Regions from separate parts of the Mus musculus genome. Here all the other regions are linked to region 3. The links are chromatin contacts, called in public Hi-C and promoter capture Hi-C maps. All regions are on one chromosome and are shown on one strand. The core of a region is the stretch at or near the end of the contact, and the rest is flanking DNA. Distances in the headings are between cores, read along the strand shown. Region 1 holds the start of Ppp1r14bl (protein phosphatase 1, regulatory inhibitor subunit 14B like). Region 2 has its middle 4.1 kb from the start of Gm30442. Region 3 holds the start of Rims1 (regulating synaptic membrane exocytosis 1).

Region 1 (4,251 bases), core at 1,592-4,091, 300 kb after region 3:
TTGCCTGATATTTTCGCAACTTTGTGAAAATCCAGCTTCCTTCAAACGGCAAGAAAGACCATCCTGTATGATGTTTTCATTCTGTATAATCCTTTACATTCCCTGCCTCATGAATTCACATCACTGGATTCTATGTCCACATGTCTGCTATGAAGAGACACCATGACCAAGACAACTCTTATAAGGACAACATTCAACTGGGGCTGGCTTACTGGTTCTGAGGTTCAGTCCATTATCATCAAGGCAGGAGCATGCTTACCATGTTGTGTTCAGGCAGGCATGGTGTGAAAGGAGCTGAGCGTTCTGTATCTTGATCTGACTGCAGCCAGGAGAAACTGACTCTTCCTCATGGGGCAGAGCTTCAAAGCCCACCCCCACAGTGATGTGCTTCCTCCAACATGGCTACACCTACTCCAAAAGGCCATACCTCGTAATGATGCCAATTCCCTTGGGCCAAGCATGTTCAAACCACCACACCACACTATACATTGAATAGCTGGAATGATTTTCTATGCCTGTAAACTGCTTGTCCAGGCCTGTTCCTGACCAGATCTTACACAGCAGGTGCTCAGGCTGGAGGGAGGGATTGGTGCCAATGGAAGACAGAATGTGCACTTATCATGAAACTTAACAGGTGTTGGAGCCTCATTTGAAATGAGTGGAAGATGGATTTCAAAAGCTGTCAACACAAGGCCCAATAATCACCTCAAATTACAAACATTTAGAGAGCTCTCTGTCAGCTGAGATGCTCAGATGTCTCCTGAGTGCCTTTTAGGCCCCACTTAATGACAAAGCAAACATCTCTATATATTCCTTTGCTCCAACAAAAAGTGTATAGGGGATGAGACCAGAATGGGGATTGGAAGTTGATAGTGAATATCTTGAAGGGTATGGTAGTTCTGGATGGAGTTTTTCTTTACCTTTTGGTGTCTAGAGAAAAATAAAAGAGAGGCTCTATTTCTCTGCTTCCAAAGTCAAGGCTCCAGATCTGAACACCAATGAATGTAATTATCTATTAGAACAATACCAAGTATTTAATATCATGGATCTTGTTTAACATGTTTCGGCTTATTAATTTTATTTTTAAACAACTGTAAATGTACATTTTTATTACTATCTTCCTTGTCCCCATTCAGTGAAGAAAATGAGCCAAAAGTAACATATTTGTAAGAAAGAGGCAGGGGGGAAACAGAGAAGAAATGGAATCGTAGCTAGCTCTTGGTGTGCTGGAGGTAACTTCTCACTGTATGAGTTGCTTTTATTGTTGCCATTTAACAGGAGCAAAACAGAGGCTTGAAACGGTTATGTGACTTGTCTGGACTTGCTGAGCTAGTGATGAGAACGGAATTCAAACCCAAAGATTTAGGATACCAATTCCCGTGTCTCCATAGCAAGAGGGAAAACAGCTTCAATGTCTTTAAAAGCTCCAGGCTGTGCTGAAACGTTGGTACATTACTAACTCCAGCAAGCCTGGGACGATATCCTGGCTTGAGCACAGGTCCTTGCTGTGGATTGGGAAATGATGGGCCAAGCCTCAAAGCCAGCTGGAGATTACTAGCCAGGCACTGAACTAGGCGAGGCTGCCTGGTGGAAGTTAGGCCTAGCAGGAAGTGCCTTGGAAAAGCTCCGGGTCCTGGAAGGGTCGATTTCTTGGTTCTCCATCCTCTGAGGTGGGAAGGGGTATGACTTGAACTCCCCCTTCAGAGAAAAGAAGGGGTGACAGCAGCCCCAAGTCCTTCGTTCTACGTCCTCCCTCTTCTGCGTGTGTACTTTCTCCCCTGGTCGCATGTCACTAGGCTTTGCTCCCTGAAGACAAGAGTATAACTGTCCTTCAGCATTTTCTACCATCGCGCCATAGACTCATTTTACAAATCTACTCAATTGATAGATCAACCAAACAAATGAAATTAGCATTTTTACGGGTATGATTCGCTTGTTGACAGTCATACTTTTAAAATGTATTACTCCTTAATCCCTAGAGAAATTGGAGGAGGCTTCACTTAGAAAAAGGACCGCACATTGCTGATGATGTCCAACTCAGCAGTTTCAGGTGATGTGACTCACAGAGATCAGGGGAAAAGTATGTTAATTACCAAAGTTACAATTCTCTACTTACGGTCCTAGTATAGTTCTTCGTTTTTAAAGTCCCATCAGTTTAATAACAATTATTTTTAAAAGTAAAATTAAAAAGCCAAAATGGAAAACTGAGGGCGGGGAAGTGGCCCCTAGGCAGGGACAAGAGGATCCCTGCTCATGGCACCAGGCTTGGCTGCAGGGTCTCCCAGTATCGCTATTGCTAGGAGACTGGGGGACAGCGATTGTCCTGCGGGAGCCACGGTCATCCGAGTCAGTACCTTTTTAGTTCTTCAGGGGTATGGTCAGCTTCTGCATGCCCCGGATCCTGTCTAGCAGGTCATTGATGAAGGCCTCAGTGGGTTTGTAACAGTCAACTAACAGCTCCTTGACTCTAGCAGCCCGGGTATCGTCGCTTTCCATGTCTAAGAGTTCGTCCACATCGATCTCGAGCTCTGGGATTTCCTCTTCCTTGCAGTCGTAGAGACCAGTGAGCTGTTCTAAGATCCAGTCGTCCAGGTTGAGGCGCTTCCGTAGCTCCTTGCGGTCGTACTTGACGATGATCTTATCTGGCCTATGTGGCCGTCTCACCTGGTCATCTTTATCCGGGTTGTTCCCGGGGCCAGGGGTTTCGCCTGGGGTCCCAGGGGGACTCTCGAAGTAGACTCGGGGCCCTGTGTTGGCACTGCCTGGCTCGGGGCCTGGATCAGTCAAAGCTGGCCCCCCCGAGGGGCCGCTGTCCGCCATGGCGGCCGCTGGGGCCACGTATGAGCCTGCGCAGCTGCCTCCTGGACCCCACCCCCACTCCTCCTCCCCGGCTGACCACTGGCTCAGGTTGGCTCGTGGCTTCAAGCTCTGGCCCTGGGGAGCAGCTGCCCTAGTGTGGTTCATGATGTTCCCTACTAGGGGGATTGCCAAATGAATACCATAAACGAAGTATAAATGCTATACTGCGTGCAGTTGTTCTTGTTCAACATTATCATCATCATCAACAGTAAGTTATACAAGCTGATAGCAAAAACAGGATGCCATGAGTGTATTCAAAGATCCAGCAAAGACTTTTAAGAATTTAAAAGCATCAAAAACTAAAGGTCAATTTGAAAAAGAGTTTGAGGAGGTAGATAGGTAGGCCCTGGACATCCTATAACTTTCTCAAAAAGTTATGAATGTTAGAGAGTATTAACAGTAGACAAAGAATTGCTGCAGGTTTGAAATAGAAAACTATCAAGAACCCCAATCAGCCTGGATACCTGTGATGGCAAGTCTTGGATTCTGATCAAAAACAGAGAGCACTTCCGTGTTGCTCCTGCATCTGACGCTGCCCACCATGTGGAGTAGGTGGATCAGGTTGCACCCTCAGCCACGGCAGAATTGCTGGGCTGCTGAGTGCTAACATAAAATGGACGTGATTGTACTAGGAACTCTAGGAGGTCCAACACTCTTCTGTCATTCCTATACCTCCCCGAAGCTCATCTCTCACAGTAGTTCTCAGATAGTTTCTGTGTCACACAGTTCTGGTACCCCACAGGCCTGGCCACCATCTCTTCTTTTCTCACGGGCTCATAAAAACCAAGTTCCCTACCTCCTGGAAATCCAGCTTTCCAGATGGCAAAATCCCACACAGAAGGGCTGCAAACAGAACAAGTAACTGTATTATTTAGCAGAATCTCCAGGCCCCATTGTGCTTTTAGAAGCTCCTTACCCAGAAATGTCCTTAGAGCTTTTTCAATACATGTTTGGGCCAGAAATAAAAGAAAACATATTTTGCTGTGTGATTGGGAAGGTCAGCGACCTTGGTCCTATTTCCTTAGACCTGCCTTCCCCTCTCTACTCTCTCAATGTGGACATTAGGAGAATAAATTCTACTTTCCTTGCACAAGGCCTGAAACTCTTTCAGACTCTTGAACATCTTCTCGTGTGATGGACCCCCAACCTGGTCCTCTACTGTGCAGAGACTGATTGGCTGATTAGAATTTCCATGCTGTAACTCTGCAGGTACAAAGGCTAGATACTTTATCTTGGGCTATCTCTAGCCTTCTGGAACAGCTAGTTGTTGCCTACCTCTGTGTTGGAATTAACATCGTGTGACTCATAGATAAAACCATTTAGAACTTTATTAACTTTTTATGCTACTGGCATCCACCAATCTAAAAGCTAAAGATGTCATAAGATAACATC
Region 2 (3,960 bases), core at 471-2,970, 310 kb after region 3:
CTTTAAATCCAGTCTGGTTTACATAGTGAAGTCCAGGCAAGGCAGCTCTGCATAATGAGGCCCTATCTCAAAGCAAAACAAGAACAAAATAACCTTTTATTTCCCACTCAATGCACCATTCACAATTTCCCAAGATAGTAAGTTTACTCTTGTTAGCTAGAATGACTAGTAATCTTCGTTTCACTCTCAGAAGACCCCTGTTTGCAAAGTAAATTATTCTGTCATCCAAAAAGTGATGCACATAATCTGAAGAAGTGTCTTTGGAAAGGTTGAATATTATCTGAGGTTTCTGTATGGCTTTTAACATGTGGAGATTAATTCTTAATTGCCACTTCAGCAAATTTGCCACAGAGCAGCACTTCCTCTGTGCAGGTTGCCACCCAAACAGCAAAACTGCTTTGTGTTGGTTTTGGTTTTTGTTTGTTTTTGAGACTTTCTACTTTCTAGAACTCAACACCAATGACAAAGCACAAATCACTTTCTCATTGCTTATCTGGGGTATTTAAGTAAATTTTTCTTTGCATATGTTTTCATTGGCATCCCTAATATGGGGCTAAATGAATGAATGATCTATCTTTGAATAAAATAAGTGGTTAACCCCCAATATAATACTAAAGGATTCAGGGTGTTTGCAGGGTTACTAGCTCCATGGTTCATTTATTCTAAAGTTGTGCAGCGACAACCTACCTTGCAGCTTGAACAGGTTTGCTACTGAGCTCCTTCTACAAGTGCAACTGAAACACAACATTAAATCATTTACAGTAGGTTAGTGGCAAAGAGGGAAACCAAACCACAAGTTGTTGCTATTGAAACTCCCGCTCAGCACTCTGCCTTGGTGTGACAACATGTTGGTATTCTTTGTGTGTCCTGTGTACATTTCCAAGTTGCTGTATTTCATGCAATATATGACGCACCTTTGCACCATTACGGTGCCTTCAGTCTAAAAACACATTAGTAACACTGCATTTATTGAAAATCAAGTTTTCAATATGTTCAAGTCTTATTTATATGTAAATGAAAGTTCAAAATAAAACTGAAAGAGATAAAGCTAAAAGGAATGGAAGAACACGACAGCTGAAGAGCCTGATAAAAGGAAACGAGGATTATCAGTGCTGTTGCTAAGCACACAGGTGGAGCCATCCCAGGATACTTGTGCACTAGGGTAGGGATGGAGTCTCAGGACCACTGGGGAGAGAGAGGTACGCGTGCTTCTCTGTAAGAAGGCAAACAACCTGTGCAAATCTCCCTGAATACTTTAACTCATCTCCAGATTACTGTTAATATCAATTTTAATGTAAGTGCTATACAAAACACTGCCATGCTGACTGGTTTATAAGTAAAGTGTTCTACAGTATGAATTTTTAAAAATTTTTTTTTCATTTGAGATTGGGTGAATCTGCAGATGCTAAGGATATAGAAACCTACAAGTATATAAAAGGACTGATGGATATAATCATGGTAGATAGATAGATAGATAGATAGATAGATAGATAGATAGATGAATAATAGAAGTTTCTATGAGAGGAAAACTGGTCAATATCTACAGATTGTTTCAGAGGGCAGAGAAGCAGGTGTCACTGGTTCATTAAAAAAAAAGTAGAAAACAGCATGTTGAGATTACACCTTATGTAACACGAGAGAACCAAACACTTAGTGAACTAGCCCAAATCCTCATGTCTCACAGAAGCCAGACTGTGCAGCAGCTTACAAAAGGAGCCAGAAATAGAGATCTGGTGAGCTAATGTTCACTGAAATACTACACTCAGTCCATACGATGCAGTGCAGGAGAGAGGAAGAAAATGGGGGTAAGGACCGAGAGGGAGAGACGAGGGGCAGAGGGAGGTCCTTTGTATTCCTGCAGTCCACTCAGTGCCCAGGGTCTGTCCTGACACCTGGAATGAAGCTCAGGCATCTGAAGCATGAATTATTGTACAAAACCTGCACTTGCCTCCTTCAGCATATTTAAAAATGTTAATAGCTAATCTACATATTGCCTTTCACTGTCAAATTTATATAATTACATAATTCGATTTTGGTATAGCATAGAACCATTGGCCTAACCAGCTGGAAATACAGCCCTTCAAGATGATATACAATACTGGCTGTTATACGTTATGTTATGTCTCATATATTGCCTTGCCCTATGAGCAGTATTGTATTATTATAAACATTCTTAGCTTCTATTATAATATGGGCATAAGTGCCATATTAACATTTTACTCCAGTTGTTGCTCTGATGGGTGAGCGGGGAGTGAGTGTGTGGGTGGAAGAGCACTCTCATAGAGACAAAGGGGAGGGGGAATAGGATGGGGGGATTGTGGAGGGAGACCAGGAAGGGAGACAACTTTTGAAATGTAAATAAATAAAATAACCAACAAAAAAAGATATATCAGAAGGAAATGGAGCATTGCTCAGAATAGAATGAATTGTTCACCACAAGAAAAGAGTCCATTTATTTACTAGTTATATAGTTTTCTAATGTCATGTAGAAATTGCTCTATCCATGGCCAGTGTGACTGCTAGCCACTTTCATTTAGTTTTCATGTTCTTTTCTTTAGTGGTTGCTTAGTTGAGTACAGTGATGCCTCTGAGTACCGGCGGAGCTCCTTCTGTGCACAGGATTCTCCCATGCGGGATTCTCCCCAGCACCTTTTACTCTATGGACATGTGGCCCAAGCTTCACAACTCAGGGCTATCCCTGAACACTGCCCTCACCCATGACTTGGCTGCTTTCTCCCAGAACTGACACAGTGCAGATGTGTGCCTCTGACCAGGAATCCCTCTCCAGGGTCTGTCAAGATGCAGACATGTGAACCTCCAGGTTCACTCTCTTACATTTAACAGTGTGTCCCATCCCCCATGTCCAGTATCCCAAGAGCCACAGTTTCATTTGTTGTGCTTTTTGTTACTCAAGTGAGAAAAATAAAATTTGTCTCTTATAATTTGCTTTTGACTGAAAATGTCAGTTTCCTTTGCCTTTTTTTAAATGTTGGAAACATATTTACATTGGACAGGTAGGAGTAAGGAGTAAAAAGGCTACAAAGCAGACATACTATAATACGGTGGTGCTTTGGAAAGTCCTAGGGCAGTACAAAGACTGAGAATTAGGAATTAGGAGGGAACTGGGAATCCAGGAGACGAGATCGTATTATGAAAGTGTCTGAGTAAACACAGACAGAAGTTGTTCCTTTGGCAGGGCCAACACCACACCACTAGCAGCCCCGAGTGGCCACAGTACATGTTACATAAGCTGGCCTGCCTTAAAATGCATAAGCCAACCTTTATTTAGAATTAATTTTTGATCCTTTGACCTTTCATGAGCTCTTAGCTTCAAAATGTCAAAATGCTTCAAAAGTTTCATTGAAATGATGTCATTCTTCCTTGAGACATTCTGTACTGTGCCTTTTCTCAGAGATATATATTTGAGCTCTTAGAAACTTTCTTATATGTTTTTTAAGAGTATTAATTGAGGAGAATTAACAGTGGTTAAATTTACAGTTATAGCACATCTCAACAAATATTGTCCCACCACACCCAAACCATCAATTCAGTTTTAGAACTGATTTCAGAAAAGCATTTACATCTGCAAGAGAGTATGATGTGTTCTTTAACCCTTTGTCTCCTACCTCCACTCTTTGCTCCTGGTCTCATGTGCTCTAAGCTTTGCCTTGTGAGACTGAAGCAACAGATGAACTCACAAAAGCAGTGACATGTGTCAATTACTCTCCTTTCTGCCTAGCAGGAGCCAGAGGTAACAAAGACTCACTGAAATGGGACACTGAAGCTTCTCAAAGTTAAGACAGGACCAGAGAGATAGCATGATGGAGAGAGATACTGCTACCATGCCTGACAATCTGAGATTCATACCAGGCCCACATGGTGGAAGCAAAGAACTAACTCCTGTACTATAAATAGGCTCTCCTCTGACCCTGGCATAGGGGCACATGTGTGAGTGTGTGT
Region 3 (4,190 bases), core at 115-2,614:
AGCCAGTAATGAGAAACCCTTATTTTATTTCAGGCCAGAGTTACCAATCAGCTGCTGTCATTACCAAAAAAACTTTGTACTGCCAGTGGCCTTGCATGCGGATAAGAAAATGTGTCTTCATACAGTTATTCTGTGTAGAAGCCTCAGAATCAAAGGTTAAAGGGAAGCTGGGAATGCAGGTTACCAAAGATGGCAACTGCCCAAAAAAGACCCAACCTTTGCATTGTAAAATGAATGAGCACCAAAACAAACACTAAAAATAAGCCTTTTTATTATATAAATACCAGCAAGCACCCTTCACTGTTGTAACTCAGATGTGCTCAACAACTCCAAGGAGGAGCTGCCCTCACCATCTCTACCTCCACCCTTTTCTCCACTCATGCCCTGGTCCCTAATCTGCCCTCAGCCCAGAGCTCCTACCATTGGGTGGGATCAGCTTCACTTGGCGCTGCATATCTCACCCCACGGTGGTCCCCCTGTCCACTCAGTCCTCCTGGGCACTCCTGGCTCAAGCCATCTTCCTGGGGTCCTAGGTTTTTGGCTTTGTGGGGTCCTCTCCTTTCTCCGGACTCCCAGACTTCTACCCTGCTCAATCCCGAGGAGGGGCCCCTAGCCCCAAGGTGGGCACCTCTGCCCTCACCCCTGCTCCCTCGTCAGCCCCTCCCCCACACTCAACCCAGAGGACCTGGTGAGTGAGTAGTGAATGGATGGATGGAGGCACCACCGAGGGATGGATGGCGTGCCCTGGGGGGTTGGGGGGTGCTTACTTGAGCATGGCCTCTTCTTTTTCCTCCTCTTCCTTCTGCCGGTCCATCACTGCCATGATAATGTTCCTCTCCTCCTCGGTCAGGTGGCTCAGGTCGGGCAGTTCTTGCATAGGGGGAGGCACCGTGGGTGGGCGAGGACCTCGGGGCCCCACGGCCGAGGACATTTTTCGTGGCCTGCCCGCCCCCTCGGCTCGCTGGCTCTGGCTCTCACCTTTCGGATTCACGCCCCGCAGCTGCGCCCCTGCTTTCCACGCTCACAGCGAAGCCCTCCCGGCGGCGGCAGCGGCGGCGGCAGCGGCAGCAGCAGCGGAGCCGGGGACAGCGAGGACCCAGTCTCTCATGATGCTCTGCCTCCCGCCGAGCCCGGATGCTGCCTTTGTTTGGGTCGCCCTGGCGAGGCTCGGGGCCGCCTGGCCGCCTCCCGCAGCCCAGCCTCGGCCGGCGGGGGCGGGCAGGCGGAGGCTCGGCGAGAGGGCGAGGGCTGGCGCTGAGCTCCGGAGCACGGCGGCCGGGCGCGGGCTGGGCTGGCGGGCCGGGGGCGGGGCCGGGCCGGGGCCGCCCGACGCTGCTTGCTCGCGGGCTCCGCTGCCTCCAGTTTGGGGCTGCGGGAGGGAGAGGGAGAGTTTGGGTGTCAGTTAGGCGGAGTCTCGGAGCTTCGCTCCCGGGTGATGCTGCTGCTCTCGCAGACATAAGCTGCCAGCCACTCAGTCCCGGAGCCGCTCCGCCCACGGGCACCACCCACCCACTCCCCGGGTCCGAGCCACGCGTGCCCTGGCCATTCCCCCCGCCCCACGCTCGCCGACGTGCATACTCCACTGATCTCTCCCAAGGTACCCCTCACCCTGAGTCATCCTCCCTCTCCCAGGTCCTGGTCCATGTCATCCTCCCCAGCCCTATTTTCCCATGGGTTGCTTTAATCATCTTCATCCTCGCCACAGTCTTCATCATTGATGCTTTTAGAGCACCCACAGGGTTTAGAACAGCAGGATGGTACACCCTCTAGGTCTATTTTCCCCTTCCTGCCACCATGTCTTTCTGCTTTACTCGGCAAGTGTGCACAGCCACAGTTGTGTGTGGGTTCCTAGATAATTTTGGTGCACACACACACAACATACACACATCCAGCAACCCGAATTAGCATTGTACCCTTCAATGCAATCTTTTTCTTGATGGGTTCTCGCTAGAATTGTTCTGCTATGTATCCTCATTTTCCCCTCAAGATGCCCCACCACACAGTAACTCTTTAATTTGCCATTTGGGGCACTGGGTAGCCCCATCAGACTGCATAACTGCACTTCACTGGTGCTTGGAAATGGATTATCTACTCTAATTCCTCCAGTGATGTTCGCTATCATCATGCACTCACTTCTCAGCCTCCGTGGGTACTTCTCCAACAACACCACGATAGCACGATAAGGAAAACACCCACCCATATCCTATTGGATTTAAAAGCGTCTGCTCAGTGCCTGGTACGATGATAGGCATTAAAGGGTGAGCTTCTCTCAGTGATAAAGGGGGGAAAATTAATAGACAATTCTTTCAAAATACGTAATATTATCGCCTTTGAAACCTGGAGACTGAATTTTGGTAATGCAATTATAAAAGGATCAATAGAGAGACTGGCTCAAATTGAGCCATTTCCCAGTAAGGATCTCATAGCAATGATGCGAGATAGGATGGGTTTTCTCTCCAGGGAATTCTTTCTGTAGTTCCAGAAGCAAGATAGTACCTATTTTCCCCCTTCAGCCTTAACTTTGTTAACATGGGGGGGGCAAGGATGGGGGGGTTATACGATGCTAAAAGCTTCACATTTAAAGACCTTACAGTTCAATTGATTTTGCCAGTAAATGCAGTTTTTATGTGGAGATATATATGTGAAACTTCTTAGTAATTAAATGCTCACTACCTACAGTAGTAACTTGGTCCTTAAGACTCAATCTCTCCACTAAGCAGAATTTTTTTGAATTATTTGAAACAGTTGCCATGTCTGCTTCAGGCATCTCCAGAGTAAACCTAGCCACTTATCATCTAGTAACGTTCAATATCTGGCCATTCCTGTTGTCTCACTTTGGACACAGCTAGTCCCCCTACTTCCCCTCCACACCCATCTCTTTCTCTCCCTTATAAAATAACTATCAAGAGGGTTATAACCAAGAACAATCTTCAGTATGTGAGTATTTATTATGGCTTTGTAATCATCATGTTTATACCATACAACACTGTACATTTTTATAGTTGTGTCACTTAAGAGATTGTCACTGAAATAACTGTGCAGTCCTCTAAATTTCCACTGATTTTTTTCCCATAGGTACTGATATCTAGCCAGATTTTCTCTTTTCTCTAATTAAAGCAGTTGATAGAACACTCTGATCAGCATCTTTTCATCATTAAAAAAATTATACTTTCTTCTCTTCACAGATCACATATTTAAGAAGATGAAAGAGGGGGGAGGGAAAGAGGAAGGAAGGAAGGAAGGAAGGAAGGGAGGGAGGGAGGGAGGGAGGGAGGGAGGGAGGGAGGGAGGGAGGGAGGAAGGAAGGAAGGAAGGAAGGAAGGAAGGAAGGAAGGAAGGAAGGAAGGAACCTGAGTTGGAATTCTGGCTCTATTCAAGACGATCTTGACCCTGGCTAAATAACATCCCTTGCATCTGTGTGAAATAGAGCAGAGGCTCTTACCTCAGATGGATGGTGAGTATTAAATAAGACGCACATTAAGTCGTCATCTGGGGGAAAAACACTTTGTATGCTTTTTTTAATTTCAAGCTCTCCCCCCAAGTAAAATGTTTATCTCTGTTATTAGGACACTGAAGGAAGCTGTAATATTGACAGCTCAGTCATTCTGCCAGATGCCCATTTTTGTGGAGTCAAACTGGACATTTGAAAAGACCAGGGACAAAGGCCTTGCTGTTAGGAGGTTTGTAGTCAAGTTGGTTCTCCTAAAATTCTTCTGAAATACAAACAGAGCCTCAGTATAGATGGGAACTGACTGAGGAAAATTCTCAACAGCAAGGACTCAATAAACAATTAATAATGGCGATTTAATTTACTTTGGTTGCTATAATAAAATAGCATTAGTAGAGTGGCTTATGTAATGGGAATTTATATTTGGGAGGTTTTGAAAGCTGGAATTTCAAGATGAAGATGTCTACAGGTTTGTTTCCTCTGAGGCTCTTCTTCTTGGCTTAAAGGTGGCATCTGTATATTTGTGTCTTTTTGTGTCTCTCCCTCCACAGGAAAGAATATATGTTCTACTAGATTAAAACCTGACACTTATAAACACATTTAATTATATTTATCTGTTTAATCTAGACCTTGTGGGGGATTGGAGAGATAGCTCAGCAGGTGAAGGGACTCAACAACTGGCCTGACAACTTGAGTTTAATAACTAGGACTGACATGGTCAGAGAGAGAGCCAGCATGAAAA

What was found. Promoter capture Hi-C pulls out the DNA fragments that hold promoters and counts their contacts. A called contact is a pair of places that touch in the nucleus more often than the background predicts.
Region 1: a promoter capture Hi-C map of hippocampal neurons shows a contact between it and region 3, with 7 times the contacts expected there. The contact joins the promoter of Ppp1r14bl here to the promoter of Rims1 in region 3. A contact is called at or near these places in 4 of 39 promoter capture datasets (hippocampal neurons, liver and stem cell-derived epiblast-like cells), 2 of 484 Hi-C or Micro-C datasets (cerebral cortex and embryonic stem cells), 2 of 115 datasets of contacts at active chromatin or transcription factors (forebrain and neural progenitor cells) and 1 of 9 other capture datasets (adipose tissue).
Region 2: a Hi-C map of cerebral cortex shows a contact between it and region 3, with 2.1 times the contacts expected there. The contact joins the enhancer-like site here to the promoter of Rims1 in region 3. A contact is called at or near these places in 1 of 39 promoter capture datasets (liver), 3 of 484 Hi-C or Micro-C datasets (cerebral cortex, cortical neurons and embryonic stem cells), 1 of 115 datasets of contacts at active chromatin or transcription factors (forebrain) and 1 of 9 other capture datasets (adipose tissue).

The regions. Positions count from the first base shown.
Region 1 is chr1:23,099,412-23,103,662 of GRCm38.p6, forward strand. Ppp1r14bl (protein phosphatase 1, regulatory inhibitor subunit 14B like) reads right to left here and starts at 2,842. Exons shown (of 1, transcript NM_025746.2): 1 at 1,062-2,842. The coding sequence starts at 2,820. The coding sequence ends at 2,359.
Region 2 is chr1:23,117,896-23,121,855 of GRCm38.p6, forward strand. No RefSeq gene overlaps it. Among named protein-coding and RNA genes, the nearest start is that of Gm30442, 4.1 kb to the right of the region's middle. Within about 2 kb of position 1,721, at least 19 of the 459 cell types and tissues checked have an H3K27ac peak or open chromatin away from gene starts, as enhancers often do. A contact at or near this core is called in adipose tissue, cerebral cortex and cortical neurons, where this site is marked.
Region 3 is chr1:22,804,794-22,808,983 of GRCm38.p6, forward strand. It overlaps Rims1 (regulating synaptic membrane exocytosis 1), which reads right to left and starts at 1,365. Exons shown (of 35, transcript NM_183018.4): 1 at 768-1,365. The coding sequence starts at 931.